Regions from separate parts of the Mus musculus genome. Here region 2 is linked to region 1. Evidence: chromatin contacts called from public Hi-C data. All regions are on one chromosome and are shown on one strand. Each heading gives the region's core, a stretch centred on a gene start, on an enhancer-like site or on the middle of the called end of the contact. The rest is flanking DNA. Distances are from core to core; before and after follow the strand shown.

Region 1 (6,625 bases), core at 1,085-3,584:
ACCTGATGCAGTCAGCAATCTCAGCACACAGGTGGCAGAGATGGCAAAACTTGGTGCAATAGCACACTGTTCTAACAAGTAACAGTGCCCACACACACACACACACACACACACACACACCAGTAAAGAGCAGTAAACGTACCAACCAGAAACGTGTTTATTATCACTTTCAAGTGTGTATACTCTGTGTGATTTATGTGCTAGATTTCTAACAGCTGGCAGTACAGAAGGACAACCTAACCATGAGAGCGGCACACCAGCGGTGACCCGCCACGCAAAAGGAGGTCTGCAGCTCCATTATACCCTCATGGGACCTCAATGTTTCAGAGTCATCACGTATGAACGGTGGCCCTCAAAGCCAGCCCAAATTCTACTTGAGAGAATGACCCCTAAGGAACTGTGAAAGACTTAAGCACATAAGCTGCCTCCTAAGACGTAAAAGAAAATGGAGACACCACAAAAGAAATGGAGACACACATGTAAGACTTACCTCATAAAGAAAAGAACAACTTTTTATAAATAAAAAATGGAATAAACTGAGGAGGGTTTTAAGCAGAGGTTCAAGGCTTCCAGATAAAAATACACAAGGTTTTTGTTTGTTTCTTTCTTTGTTTTTGTTCTTGTTTTTCAAAACAGGGTTTCTCTGTACAGCTCTGGCTGTCCTGGAACTCACTGTAGACCAGGCTGACCTGGAACTCAGAAATCCACCTGCCTCTGCCCCTCAGTGCTGGGATTAAAGGCGTGCGCCACTTATCTTTAATTGTGTTGTTCTCCCAACCAAGGCCAGCATGGAACTTACTGGCAATAGAGATCTTGAGGCCCTGTACGTTCCAGGCGTAAAAATCACAGGCAGGGGGCTGGTGAGATGGCTCAGTGGTTAAAAGCTCTGAGGTCCCAAGTTCAAATCTCAGCAACCACATGGTGGCTCACAACCATCCGTAACAAAATCTGATGCCCTCTTCTGGAGTGTCTGAGGACAGCTACAGTGTACTTACATATAATAAATAAATAAATCTTTAAAAAAAAAATCACAGGCAGCTTCTAAGAGAATTTTCAATATGCAACCAACATGTACACATGAAGGTAGTGCATGAAGCACTCGTGGCTCCCTGGCTCGCCTGTGAGGCTCCTGAAACCCAGCACAAGCCCCTCACCAGCACCTGTGCACTCTCCGCCTCTACTCCAGGTCTCATCACACTCTCAGTCTATGGCCCCCAACAGGTTAACAGGCACTGATGGACGTAATATTAGCAGATACCAGATGCAAAAGGAACTCAAACGTGATGCTCACCCAATGGCTATAACACACATGCATACACATGCACACATTTCATACTTGAAAAAATCACGTAAAAGTTAAAGGGTTTCCTAAATCAGGTAATTTTCAATATTTTATGACACTGTCTGAGATGGGGTAGTCCTCCCTACATACCAGAAAAAAAAATACAAATTAAGGAATTTAGCACTGAACTAAGTAACCATTAGTTTAAGGATAATTACAATTCTTCCAAGGCTATGACTAAGCATAATAAAGCCTTTGTAAGGAAAGATTTTTAAGGACACCTAAGAAAAACTGATTTGGTGAAGAATCAAAGGAAGTTGGTTCTGTCAGAGCTCCTGGGGTACGAACACAGGAAGAGAGCTACTATAAATGGGGCATAAGGAGAAAGCCGCTGACGTCACTCACAGGACTGACAACCACTGAACACAGAGTACACAGTGACTTTACAGTGACAGGCTTGTGCTGTGGGATTCCTGTGCTGCGTGAAGCCTGCGTGTGCAGCCTGAGTGTGCAGCTTGAGTGTGAAGGCTGTGTGTGAAGCCTGCGTGTGCATCCTGCGTGTAAAGCCTGCATGTACAGCCTGAGTGTGCAGCTTGCGTGTGAAGCCTGTGTGTACAGACTGCATGTGAAGCCATTACTTAAAATGCTTCTCTCTGCCACTAGTCTTTCCTGCACCTGTGTGCCCATGCCATCCGTGTCTGGAACTCAGCTGCCTGTGCCACCTGAGCCTGGTGCTCTGTGCCTCCTGGGTGCTCTCTCTGCGCCACTTCAGCATTGTCTGCTGCTATGCTCCCACGTTCACAGCCTAGTGTCCACCTCTCTGAGCATCCCGCTCTGGCTGTCACCCAAGAGGCTGTCACCTTTCATCCCAGGTCACTCGCGCTACAAGAATCTCCTTGTGTATTTTAGGTATCTAAAGCTGACTTTCTATGGAACAGCACTTCTGGCTGCCGCCGTGGCTGTTTACATTTCTGGGATTGTCACTGCTGAGTGCAGATTTACCCTGGGTGTGAGTCATATTTTCCTGCTTCCTGGAATGACTAGTTTTATGTTTCTGTTTTGTTTTGTTCTGTTCTGTTTTGGAAGGTCTTATTATGTAGCCCAAGATGAGCCTCCTGCCTCAGCCTCCTCAATGCTGGAATCACAGCCATGTACTGTAACTGGTCATTTTTATTGGATACTGATGTCATAAAGTTAATATTGTTACTTGGACTTTGCCGTCATGCTTTAGGATCTGGGGTGAAGGGTAGACTGCTGTAATTTATTTCTAACTCCCTGCAACCCTCATGCCTCCTCTCAAGTATGCTGAAGGCAATGGCACAGAAAAGCAGAGAAGCCTTTCTCTAGGCTAGTCTGGCCCTGCTGCTAAGCCAGGAACGCCAACTCTCTCCTGAGTGCCCTAAGAAAGACTTCAGCATCACGCTGGCCTTCCGGCTGGCTCTGCAGATTCTCCTCGAACAGCAGCAGCACTTCTGTGCCTGGCTCTGCCTGATCTTGAGTAGTGTGTGCCCTAAACACATGTGTCTGTGGCTGCAGAGCCCAGAGGCCTGACAGACAGCAGGCGCCTGCAGCCTTTTCTGTAGTCTTCCTCTCAAGGACTCTCCCTCAACCTCTAACTGCCTCAGCTCCAAAGTTCAACCTGCCTCTCCACCCTGCTGCCTGGGGCTGCCTCTGTGCACCTCAGCCTGACAAGCTATCCAGGAAGAAAGAGGCTCCTCTGCCTGCCTCCTGTCTCAGGACTTAGGGTCACACTGCCTGGCACTCAGTGTCACAGGCAGGCACTCTACACTTAACCTTTATTCTACCTTTCTTGGCTTTGTTTACTGTTATCACTAAAAGGAAGTACATCCATATTTTTATAACCCAAAAAGTTGTTCTTTTGATCTGTTTTTTTTTTTTGGGGGGGGAGAATTGGGGTGTGATTTTTTGTTTTGGGTTTTTGTTTTGTTTTGGTTTTTTGGTGTTAGAAAGTGAAATAACACTACTTAATTTACAACATGTATGGGAAAAGCAATACTTGACAAAGAGTCAAACTACAACAAATCTAAACACTTCATTTATAACAGGGAAGATAGATAGATAGATAGATAGATAGATAGATAGATAGATGGATTCCTTTAGGGAAAAAACAGATGGGAAATTCTATTAAAAAAATAAATTGATACAAAAGAAAAAAATTACCTGGTTTTAAAAGTGAAAATATTTACAGATAGTCAAATTCAACATATTTGTTGGTATCAATTAACCTCATCTGGTTCTGGCCCCAGTTTCATATAATGCATGAGAGCACAAAGATTCTTGTAAGACTTAGCTTTAAGGAAGATTGTAAAATATCTAAAAGAATTAATAGGAAAACTGACATCACTTAAAACACCAAACTACACAAAAGTGACATTATTTCTCAGATACAGATGGTTCTCCTATCTGAAACTTTGCATTACAGTAATAAACCTGCTTACAAGGGTAATTGTACCTGTATGGACTCTCACCATTTCTTTATAGCTCAGTACCAAGCTGATTAATCTCTAGAACCTCTGCCATCTTTATGTGCACACAGGACCTTTGCTGAGGCAGTACACAGCCTGACACACGTTGTGTGGACTCTGCCATGGAAAGAACAAAGGACAGAGACACGTGCACCGATTCCACAGAGTCGCAGAGAACAGTGACTGACCTAGCCTGGACAGGGACGAAAATGAGGGCTCCTGTCCCTACTTTCACAGCTTACCACAACACTTTGTGATTAACCAGCTCCATGCTGAGCCACAAAGACATGGCTAGACAGTGAAGTCAGATGTGTCACCGATGGAACAGAACTGAGAATCTGGAATAGCCCCCATTCCAACGGCCATCTAGTTTGAGCTTCAGTGATCAATATTGTTCAGAGGAAAGCGTACTCAGCAGACAGCACATGGACAGCCAGGCGTCCGAAAAGGGACCAACTGGAGCTCGAGGCAGAGAGAGTGAACTTGGAATGGAAGAGGAAGAACTAAGACATTTGGCAGCAGGCAGGAGTGTCTTGGTGAGACCTTACATGCAGCAGTGCCATCTTAGTGGTACAAAATCCTCTGCCAAAGAAACAAAGGCCAAGAAACTGTCATCATCAAACTGCATGTCCTGTGCAATTAATTATAAATGAGAAGGTAACAAAGCTCACAGTACAGGAGGAAACGTTTGCAAGTCCTAGATCTGATCAGAGACCTGTCCAAAAGGCACAGTGAGGCGATACACAAGACAAGCTAATCAAAACCTGTGAGCAGTCTACACCCAGGAGGACAGGCCAATAGTCAGTATTGACACTGAAACAGAGGAAATAGAACCCTCTACACTGCAGGTGAGAACACCAAACTGTGTGGCCAAGCTGAGCAAGTAAGTGATTAGCAATTCTACTCCAGTACTGATGTCCTGGGAATGGAAGGCGTGGAGGTAGAGACTTCCAACACATACTTCAAGAGAGGCACAAGTCTGCATTCCAACATAGGAAGGGTGCCTCACCTGTCTTTCGAGGAAACAGAACAACAGTATGTCTGGCAAATCCCAGGCGCAGGGAAGGGCCTGTGCTAGCCCATTTTAATCACCTACTAGTCCAATTCTGAAAAAAATTACTTTAAAAGCCACCAGTAAGCGAGATGCCTTTGAAAAGAAGGCACTTCTATTTATATGAGGACAAGAAGAAACTGGGACCTAATGACAGGCTCTGCACTAGCTCTTGTTCAGCTACCACACCCAGGAGACTCTAAGGTGTGTAACTCCACCGTGCAAACAGAAACAGAAGCCTTGCATGAGGAGCCCGAAAGCAAAGTGTGCTTTGGCCTTTCATTAGTTCCACTTGCTCATTTACATTTCATTCTCAGAAAACATGAGCATGTTGAGAAAGAAAAGGCAGCGTGCCAAGAATCAGTAGGGCCGGCCACACAAGAGGCCATACGCACCGCGGTTATGAGGCAAGGTAACAGAGCACAAAGCACGAGCCACGCACATCGTGTGAGCAGGCGAGCATCTCCCACCACACCCAGCCACCTTCTTTTCTTCCTCCTCGAGTTGATTTGAGCCGTGGTGTTTTATCACAACACCAGAAACCTTAAGACAAGCCTTCTCTCTAGCTTATTTCTGTGGCTCTCTTACTACAAGCAAACCCAGAATCTCACACCAGTGAAGTGTCAAAGCAAAATCACCAAGTCTTCATGCCAAGGGTAGCCTTGTGGTGCAATAAAGACCACATACCTGAGGCACACTCGAATCAAAGGCTAATGCTGAATATTTTCTCTCAAATACTATGCCTGCCTATTATACCATATAGAATTCGTTTCAAACTATTTTGATTTCTCTTGTTTTCAATTGTTTTATTATATTTCCATTCATCCATCACTGTATCTTGCTTACTTCTGCCCTCATGCCACTCTCCAACTCCAAACAGAACTCCTCTGGTTACAGCTCATATATAAATGCGTGCATATGTGCTGCTGCCCCTAGAGGCATTGCAGGTGTGGCTGCTGTGTCATACGTGCATGTGTCAGTAGGTGGCAGAGGGGAGACAGGCTAGGTCTACCTAGGCTCAATCTTCTGACCTATGAACAGCTGAGTGACTAGTAGCCTAGCATTTCCTGAACAAGGGAAGCCTAAGATGATGACCAAGCCAGCACCAGGGGTCTGAACAGGGAGCTAGCCTGAGACAATCACTACCAGTTAAGCAACACACAGGCCCAGGTGGGCTCCCAGGATGGGGAGCAAGTGGGAGACTAGAAGAACCTGCCTGGGATGGTGGACCCCTGCAGGAGTGAGCCTGAGACAGCTGATCTTCACATGGGTCCACTCAGCCAGGCCAAGCAAGGAGCGAGTCTGAGAGGACCACCAGACTACTGCCATGGGGCCTGGACAGGGAGCTAGCCTGAGAGAACCACCAGTCTGGTGCTGCACAGGCCTGGGGGGATGGGGAGGAGGCAGACCATACCCAAGATGTTCCCCTACCCAGTGACATAATACACAGATGGGCAGAGGACTCCTGGGGCCACTCTTGGGCAGGCTCCAGATACTCAGAGACTCTGGGCACCACTAAGAAGACCATGTATGTGGTAGAGTGATGAAGAGAAAGACAAGCAGAAGGATGTGGGCACAGGGAAGAGAGGCAGAACTGGAGACTTGAAGGTAATGAGGAACAGCCTGATGAAGAATAGCCAGTGATGTCACCTGGGACCATGGTGGGGTCCTGGTCTGTGTTACCACCAAGAGGCTACATATGTGTCCAAGGCCCTGAAGCAGCAGGTGTCTGTTATCACCAAAGGGCAAGCAGATGTCCCTAATCTGAGTGCTGTCTGGAGACATGATGTCTGAGGGCTGTGCAGA
Region 2 (7,283 bases), core at 4,573-7,072, 67 kb after region 1:
ATTAACATGGATAAATATTTTTCACCTTCCTTCTGGACATGGGCAATATTCATAGCCTGGTTTGTATGTGCTTATTAGGTGCCATGGTTTGAGCATAGCCTTGTCAAAGAATATCCTTTGGCTTTGGGAAATGCATTTTCCAGCAGGCTGGTATTGATTTCACAGTTGTGCAAATGCATCTGTAAGACTGCAGATAATTCTATTCAAAACAAGGTGACAATTAACATGTCCCCAAGTGCCGAGCAGTCAGCTGCAGACAGCTCATGGCAGGGGACCTCAAATCACTTTTTATCAAAACTACGTAAATAGTTCTCAGTGGCATCTTCTAGACACCTCCGGAGAATTAGTTGCCCTCAATTTTCTTCTGAAAGGCGGAAGGCCAAACAGCCTGCTGCCAACTGTACTTTAGAGTCTCTTCTTATTCATTATCAAAACTCACCCTTTCATTTAAAAGGGGTGGGGAAGACAGAAAGAAAATATGTCAAAATAGGGGCAATAACTAAGTCTACAGAGAAACAGGAACGTATTCTGTGTGTCTGTGTAATTAAAGAAATATCTCCACAGAATGACTGTTGGCAAGCCACAGTGAAAAACAGCCCAGGGAAGACAAATAACACCAGAATAAAGAGTCAGCGTGAGGACCAGTTCCACAGGCCAGGAGACAGGAGGAGCACTCAGAGAAAGGAAATTGCAGGTAAGTAAATTTAGAATAAATTTAGAATAACTTTCTAGGAAGTAGGAAAAACCATAGTTTGTCAAACCTTCTAATTCATTCTTTCTTTCTTTTACATTTTTTTTCTTTCTTCTTTTGTAATGGAAAGCAGAAAGAGGGGATATAGTCAGTGTGACCACACAGGGAAAAAAGAGACATCTTATGCAGAAGCTAAGGTGTGGTTTGTGCCTTGTACGGTCTCCACACCGTCTTCCCTGCAAAGTCATTCGACAAGTTGTAACCCCTTCTCCAGGAGACAGGTTCCTCCTCTGGCCAACTCCAGGCTTCAGTCGTTTCTTCTCCCATCAGGAGATTCCCATAGCCCTGCTGGCCTCCAGGGTACTATGGAACCAAGGTTAGATTTTGCACTTCTGATTCTCCTGCCTCTACCTCCTGATGCTGAGATTCTGGGTTGCATCGCACTGCTCTTTGTTTGTGGTCTTAGGCACATCATCCAGAGCTTCATGCATATGAGGCAAGCTCTCTGCCAATGAAGCCACATTCTTGGCCACTTTACCTCTTCATTCTAAACAAATAAAATAAATACAATACAATAATAAAATAAAATGTTGCGAAAGAGATACATCAGATAGAACTAAACGGTGAAGGGGGAGCTTGGAGAAACGTTGGTGTTAGTGTTGAGAATGGATTTAGAAGGGCTGGAGATCTAGAGGTCACGGTCAGAGTAGATGGCTACTATATGCAATAAGACAGATAACTAGAAACACCGTCTAACCAAGCAAGCAAGCTGAGGTAAAGTAGCGAGGATCCCCACCTAACCATCGTGTTGCGTACCATCATGTAGTTTGCTTGTTTCGGTTCAAGAGTAGCTTACAAAGCTACAGAGCTGGTTCCGTTTAGGCAAGACACTTTCCACAGCGTTTCTAAGAGAATCAGTGCCTCGAATCCTTGTTAACAGACTTGAGAACTTCGGTCTCAGCCTAAGCACTGGTTTCCTTCCGGTCATGCGACTTGCTTGACAGCCACAGGAGTACCGCGCCATCTAGGTGGAAAGTCCTTACTAGACTTGCCCGCTGCTCACCCAAGGTGCCCCTAAGAGCCTCCGAGAAGCTCTCTCTTCTCCTGTGGTAATATCAGCTGTCTTTAGATTCCTTTTCTTCACGGATGAAACTACCACTCTGCTGCCTGGGAAGCAGGGAACCCTTGCACTGTCTGGAAGATTGGCATTCTGGGAGAGGGAGGGGCCAATGGTCTCCATGGGACTTTCCCTCATTGTCCTGTCCTCAGCCAGCCTGGGTTGTAGCTGAATGGGGAGTCTCTCCAGAATCCCTGGGCTTCCTGTTTGTTTGTTTGTTTGTTTGTTTGTTTGTTTTTTCTGTGTCTTCTCATCGGGGCATCTGGGACGGATTTCCTTCCATGAGCAACACAACCTGCACTCCCTCCTAGCCTCTCTCTCTCTCTCTCTCTCTCTCTCTCTCTCTCTCTCTCTCTCTCCCTCTCTCTCTCTCTCCCTCTCTCTCAGCCTTTCCAGGTGAAGGGCTCTCTGCAAAGGGGGGCTAGAGGATGTGAATACTCAGACTTTAAAGGTGAACGTTCTTTCTTCAAAGCTATTGTATCCACAGCTGCTATATGTATCGTAGAGTGGCAAGAAACCACTTGGCACAATTCTTATCCCCCCAAAAGAGAGTGAGTTTTCTAAGTGTTGACATTTGTGTGGCCAGACATTTTTTAGAATGGATAGTGATAGAGCCTGTTCATCATTTGACCTGTGATGTCCTACCATACTAACATCCTGTGACATCACATTATACTTACATCCTATGACATACTATATTAATGCTTTCTCTCCCTATCTCCCTTTAATGATACCTCACAAAAATTTCCCTATAAACGTGTACACACTTACCCACTCTTGTGGCTTCAAGAAACATGTCTCCAATATCTCCCATGCTTCTTGGGCTAGTTAGTTTTTGGTCAACTCCATACCAGATAGAGTCATTTGGGAAGAGGGACTCTCAATTGAGAAAATACCTTATCCTACAGGTGAGTTCTTGAGCTTTATCTTAATTAATGTGGGTAGGCTCACCATGGGTGGTGTCAACCCTTGGTAGGTGATCCTGAGTCCTATAAGAAAGCTGGGTGGGCAAGCTGTTGGGAGCACACCAGTGAGCAGCACTCCTCCATGGCCTCTGCATCAGTTCCTGCCTTGAGTTTCTGCCCTGACTTTTCTGGATGATGTACTACAATTATAATCTTTAAGATGAACTAAGCCTTCTCCTCCCCAAGTTGCTTTTGGTGGTGGTGTTTCATCACAGCAATAGTGTCTTAGTCAGGCTTTCTATTCCTGCACAAACAGCATGACCAAGAAGCAAGTTGGGGAGGAAAGGGTTTATTCAGCTTACATTTCCATACTGCTGTTCATCACCAAGGAAGTCAGGACTGGAACTCTCTGTGATAACTCCAGCTGTGTCAAGTTGACACACAAAACCAGCCAGTACAAATAGAAACCCTAACTACAACACTTTTACTCGGACTACATCAGGAAGGTATATCTACGTGCATCTTCTTCAATGTTTCTGCACTCAGTTTCCATGCCCCCACCTGTTGCTCTTCCTGAGTTCTTAGGCATCACTGCCCTATACAATCAGAGTGCACCTCTCCCCACACCTTTGTACTACCTCCCAGCTCCATTCCACCTTAGTAGCCCCAAGCCACCTCCTTCCAAAGTAGGGACAATACTTCATGCTCTTCTCACCTTGTACTCTATCATTTCAACAGCCTCTTGCCCATGTGCAAGATCTAATACCCCATTCCCTGGTGTTTGATAAAGACCTGCATGACTGGATTGTAGTCTACTTATGCTTTCCCTCCTTCCTTTTTGTTGATGGTTGCTTTACTGGTCTTCCTTTCACACAACTGTCACAGAGCTCTGGGTTTTTGCTAGTGCTCTTCGGTCTAAGATTATTCCACCTGCATGCCCTCAATCCATCACCTCTAGCTCAGTCTCCCTTCAGACTTCAGTCTACAAGCAACTTTCAAAGTCTCCCAATCATCCTGCTCTCCCCGAAGGCTCCATGCTGCTTATGGCTTTCCTACACCTGCATTTCTGCATTGTGGATTCTATTCCATGGAAGTACAGTGGTCCTCATTGGTGCTTCCCACTTACCATGGTCCTTCCTGGTTGTCACTGTTTCAATTGCATCCCAGACCCTGTGGTTTTATACATATGTGTTTGTTGTGTGAATAAGCGAAAGCACACCAGGCTTGTCTTGCTTTTCATGCTAATCTTTGTTTTATGCTTTGGCTATAGTGGCCCTGCAAAGGGCTCATGCAGTTAAGACTTGATTACCCAAGGCCATACTCAGATGACTGGAAGTCAGTGGATCAAGTTGGTGCCCACCTAATCAATGGATTAACCCACTGGTAGATTCATAATTGAACAGATTATTAGGAGGCTGTAGAAACCATAAGAGAAGTCCGACTGAAAGACGTAGGTCACCGGGGGTGTACCCCTAAAAGGTGCGCATGATCCCAGCCTCTTCATCACCATCTCTCTGCTTCTTGACTGCCAAGTCAGTCTCTGTCAGTCTCTGTCTCTCTTTGTCTCTGTCCATCTCTGTCTCTGTCTTTCTCCCTGTCTCTATTTGCCTCTGTCTGTCTCTGTTTCTGTCTGTCTCTCTGTCTCTCCTTCCCGACCGGCCTGAGGTGAACACCTCTGATCTATCTAGCCTCTCCACTGCTGCCCTTCCTTCCTTCCTTCCTTCCTTCCTTCCTTCCTTCCTTCCTTCCTTCCTTCCTTCCCTCAAGCTGAGCTCAGTGGAGCCAGTCAGCCACAGACTCAACCCTCTGAACCTGGGGTCAGAACAAATCCATCAAGTTGGGTTTTCCTCACCTATTTTGTCACCGCGATGGAAAATTAACTAATGTGCCTTTTAACCACTTTTGGCCCTTACTGTAAAAATTTTAAAGGCAGAGTATTTCTCAAGGTTAATTAACATTCTTGGAAGAGGTTGGAGGCTCATTCATTCATTTCAACACAACCAATTCATTCCTTATACTACTGGATCAATGAGAAGAGCCACCCTCAATGGGCGATGTCCCAAGAAAGAAGTGACTGCCCCCTCAGGCCACCACCCTCAGTCTACCATGGAGGCTTCTCTATGCTTTATATGTTTTTTTTTTTTACACAGTGTGTATCTGTGCATGTGTGTGACTGTGTTGTATATGGGTGGGAGCACATGTGTATGTAAACAAAGCATGTTTGGAGGCCCAAGAGTAATGGCTGGAGGCTTCCTTAACTGCTCCCCACCTTGCTTTTTGATCAAGATGTCTTAGTCATAGTTCTACTTCTGTGAACAGACACCATGACCAAGGCAAGTCTTATAAAGACAACATTCAATTGGGGCTGGCTTACAGGTTCAGAGGTTCAGTCCATTATCATTAAGGCAGGAGCAAGGCAGCATCCAGGCAGGCTTGGTACAGGAGGAGCTGAGAGTTCTACATCTTCATCTGAAAGCTGCTAGTTTAAGACTCACTTCCAGGCAGCTAGCACTAGGGTATTTAAGCCCACACCCACAGTGTCACACCTACTCCAACAAGGCCACACTTCCTAATAGTGCCACTCCCTGGACAAAGCATATACAAACCATCACACAAGGTCTCTCACTCACACCCAGAGCTTCCTGGGTTGGTCAGTCTGGCTAGCCAGCTTGCGCCCGGGATCTCCTGTCTTTTGGCTTCTGAGACTGGAGTTGGAAGTGACTCACCATGTCTCGCCTGTCATTTACACAGGCTTTGGGACCTGAACTCTGGCTCTCTTGCTTCTGAAGCCAGTATTGTTGAGCCATCTCTCCTGCCCAAGGATCCCCTATTCTTAGAGATGGTTGCTTGAATTCAGGGGCTGTGGTTGGCGGCCCTGTAGATAACATGACAGAATTTCTCTAAGTGTCAATCATTCAGTTTGTTAACGATCACAAAAGAAAGGCTTGGCTATTGAATGATCTGCTGAGCACTCGTGCTTAGGAAACAACAGTCCGGGCAGGTTATGATGTAAGAAGCAGGGGAAATATGGGCACTACACACTCCCTGACCACAAGCAATCTACTTTCAGTTTTGCAGCTAGGGTGATGTGAATTTGATACTCATTCAGTAGAAACTGCCTTTTGAATCATAGTCATTTCCCAGGCTGATGACACCGCACTTTCTCACTCGCTGTATCACACCCCACTTAGATACTGGGTCATGGGGGCAAATAGTACTCTGCTGTACTATGAGATGAGCAAGCGCATTGTTGGTCCATGCTATTTCGGGATGACCTTGGGTTAGGAGTATAACTCCATCCTGGGTGGGGCAGCAGCTATAGTCTCCTTCAGCGTCTCGGCTTCTCTCTGCCTTTCTCTGAAACCCTGGTGGCCACGCCGGGTTCAGCAAATGCTGTGGGCTGTGGGCGTTAGACAGCTTGTGTGGAGACGCATGGTGTCTAGCAGCCGTGCAGTTGGTGGTGCCTGCTGTTTCCTTTAGTCTTTGCAGAGAGATGCTATAGCAGTCACATGACCTCATCCTCCATGGGTGGCCTAGCCCTAGGCTTGCTTCCATTTAGTCTTTAAACTGGCGACTTTGAGAGGGTAGAGCTTGTGACTGGAAGGGATAGAGGTTTTGTTTTTTTTTTGTTTGTTTGTTTTTGTTTTTTTTTGTTTTTTTGGTTTTTTTGAGAACATTGTTAAAAAGCCGATCAGAGCGGGTAATTTTGCAGCACACTACCAAGGAGAAAGCTAGCAGATAAAATCTCCGATGACAGGGGAAATAAAATCCAAATAACAATGAGAAAAAAATTGTGTTGCATAGAATGATTCTAGATGAGAAAAGAATTGGGATCCTGGCCAAAGAAGCAGTAGCAACAAGTATAACAAACATTCTGAGGTCACTCATGGCTGTTAATACATAGCCAGGATAATATGTGACATTACAGTCATGGATAGTAACATATAGCCAGGATACTATGTGACATTACAATCATGGATAGTAACATATAGCCAGGATAATATGTGACATTACAGTCATGGATAGTAACAGATAGCCAGGATACTATGTGACATTATAGTCACGGATAGTAACATATAGCCAGGATACTATGTGACATTACAGTCATGGATAGTAACATACAGCGGGTATTAACAAACAGCTAGCATACTACATGATATTAAGAACTTTTTTCTTTTCTTCCTTCCTTCCTTCCTTTCTTTCTTTCTTTCTTTCTTTCTTTTTTATTTTAAGATTTGTTTTGTTTTTAAATTGTATGTGGTGTGTACGTGTGTGTGATCAGGTACCTGCCAAAAAGGCTAGAAGAAGGTGTCTGATCATCTGGGCTGGAGCAACAGGTAGATGTGAGCCCCTAAATTGAATGCTGGGAATGAAACATGTAACATGTGCCCCCTGGAAGACCAGTAAATACTCTTAACCAATAGCAATAGCAATAATATTTTTATTAATAATTACAGTTGGGGTCACCACATGAAGAACTAACTGTATTAAAGGCATGCGGCATTAGAACGGTTGAGAACCACTGCTCCAGATGTGTGGAGAGGGATGGGTTAAAGTTTTCTACTGTTGT

The links. A called contact is a pair of places that touch in the nucleus more often than the background predicts.
Region 2: a contact with region 1 is called in a Hi-C map of pancreatic cancer cells, with 2.8 times the contacts expected there. The contact joins two enhancer-like sites. A contact is called at or near these places in 3 of 39 promoter capture datasets (liver and macrophages), 4 of 15 datasets of contacts at CTCF or cohesin (CD8 T cells, large pre-B cells, liver and 1 more), 91 of 484 Hi-C or Micro-C datasets (the 63-12 cell line, 8-cell embryo, the AML12 cell line and 51 more), 15 of 115 datasets of contacts at active chromatin or transcription factors (CD8 T cells, the HPC-7 cell line, Th17 cells and 12 more) and 3 of 9 other capture datasets (adipose tissue, liver and pancreatic islet).

What each region holds. Positions count from the first base shown.
Region 1 is chr17:12,295,292-12,301,916 of GRCm38.p6, forward strand. All of the region lies in intron 1 of Map3k4 (mitogen-activated protein kinase kinase kinase 4), which reads right to left. It also overlaps the pseudogene Gm24794. Among named protein-coding and RNA genes, the nearest start is that of Map3k4, 20 kb to the right of the region's middle. Within about 2 kb of position 2,335, at least 58 of the 459 cell types and tissues checked have an H3K27ac peak or open chromatin away from gene starts, as enhancers often do. A contact at or near this core is called in the HL-1 cell line, the N1E-115 cell line, colon epithelium and 1 more, where this site is marked.
Region 2 is chr17:12,358,404-12,365,686 of GRCm38.p6, forward strand. It overlaps Gm41527 (a long non-coding RNA gene), which reads right to left. Exons shown (of 2, transcript XR_876413.1): 2 at 751-1,238. Among named protein-coding and RNA genes, the nearest start is that of Gm41527, 8.3 kb to the right of the region's middle. Within about 2 kb of position 5,823, at least 91 of the 459 cell types and tissues checked have an H3K27ac peak or open chromatin away from gene starts, as enhancers often do. A contact at or near this core is called in the HL-1 cell line, the N1E-115 cell line, colon epithelium and 1 more, where this site is marked.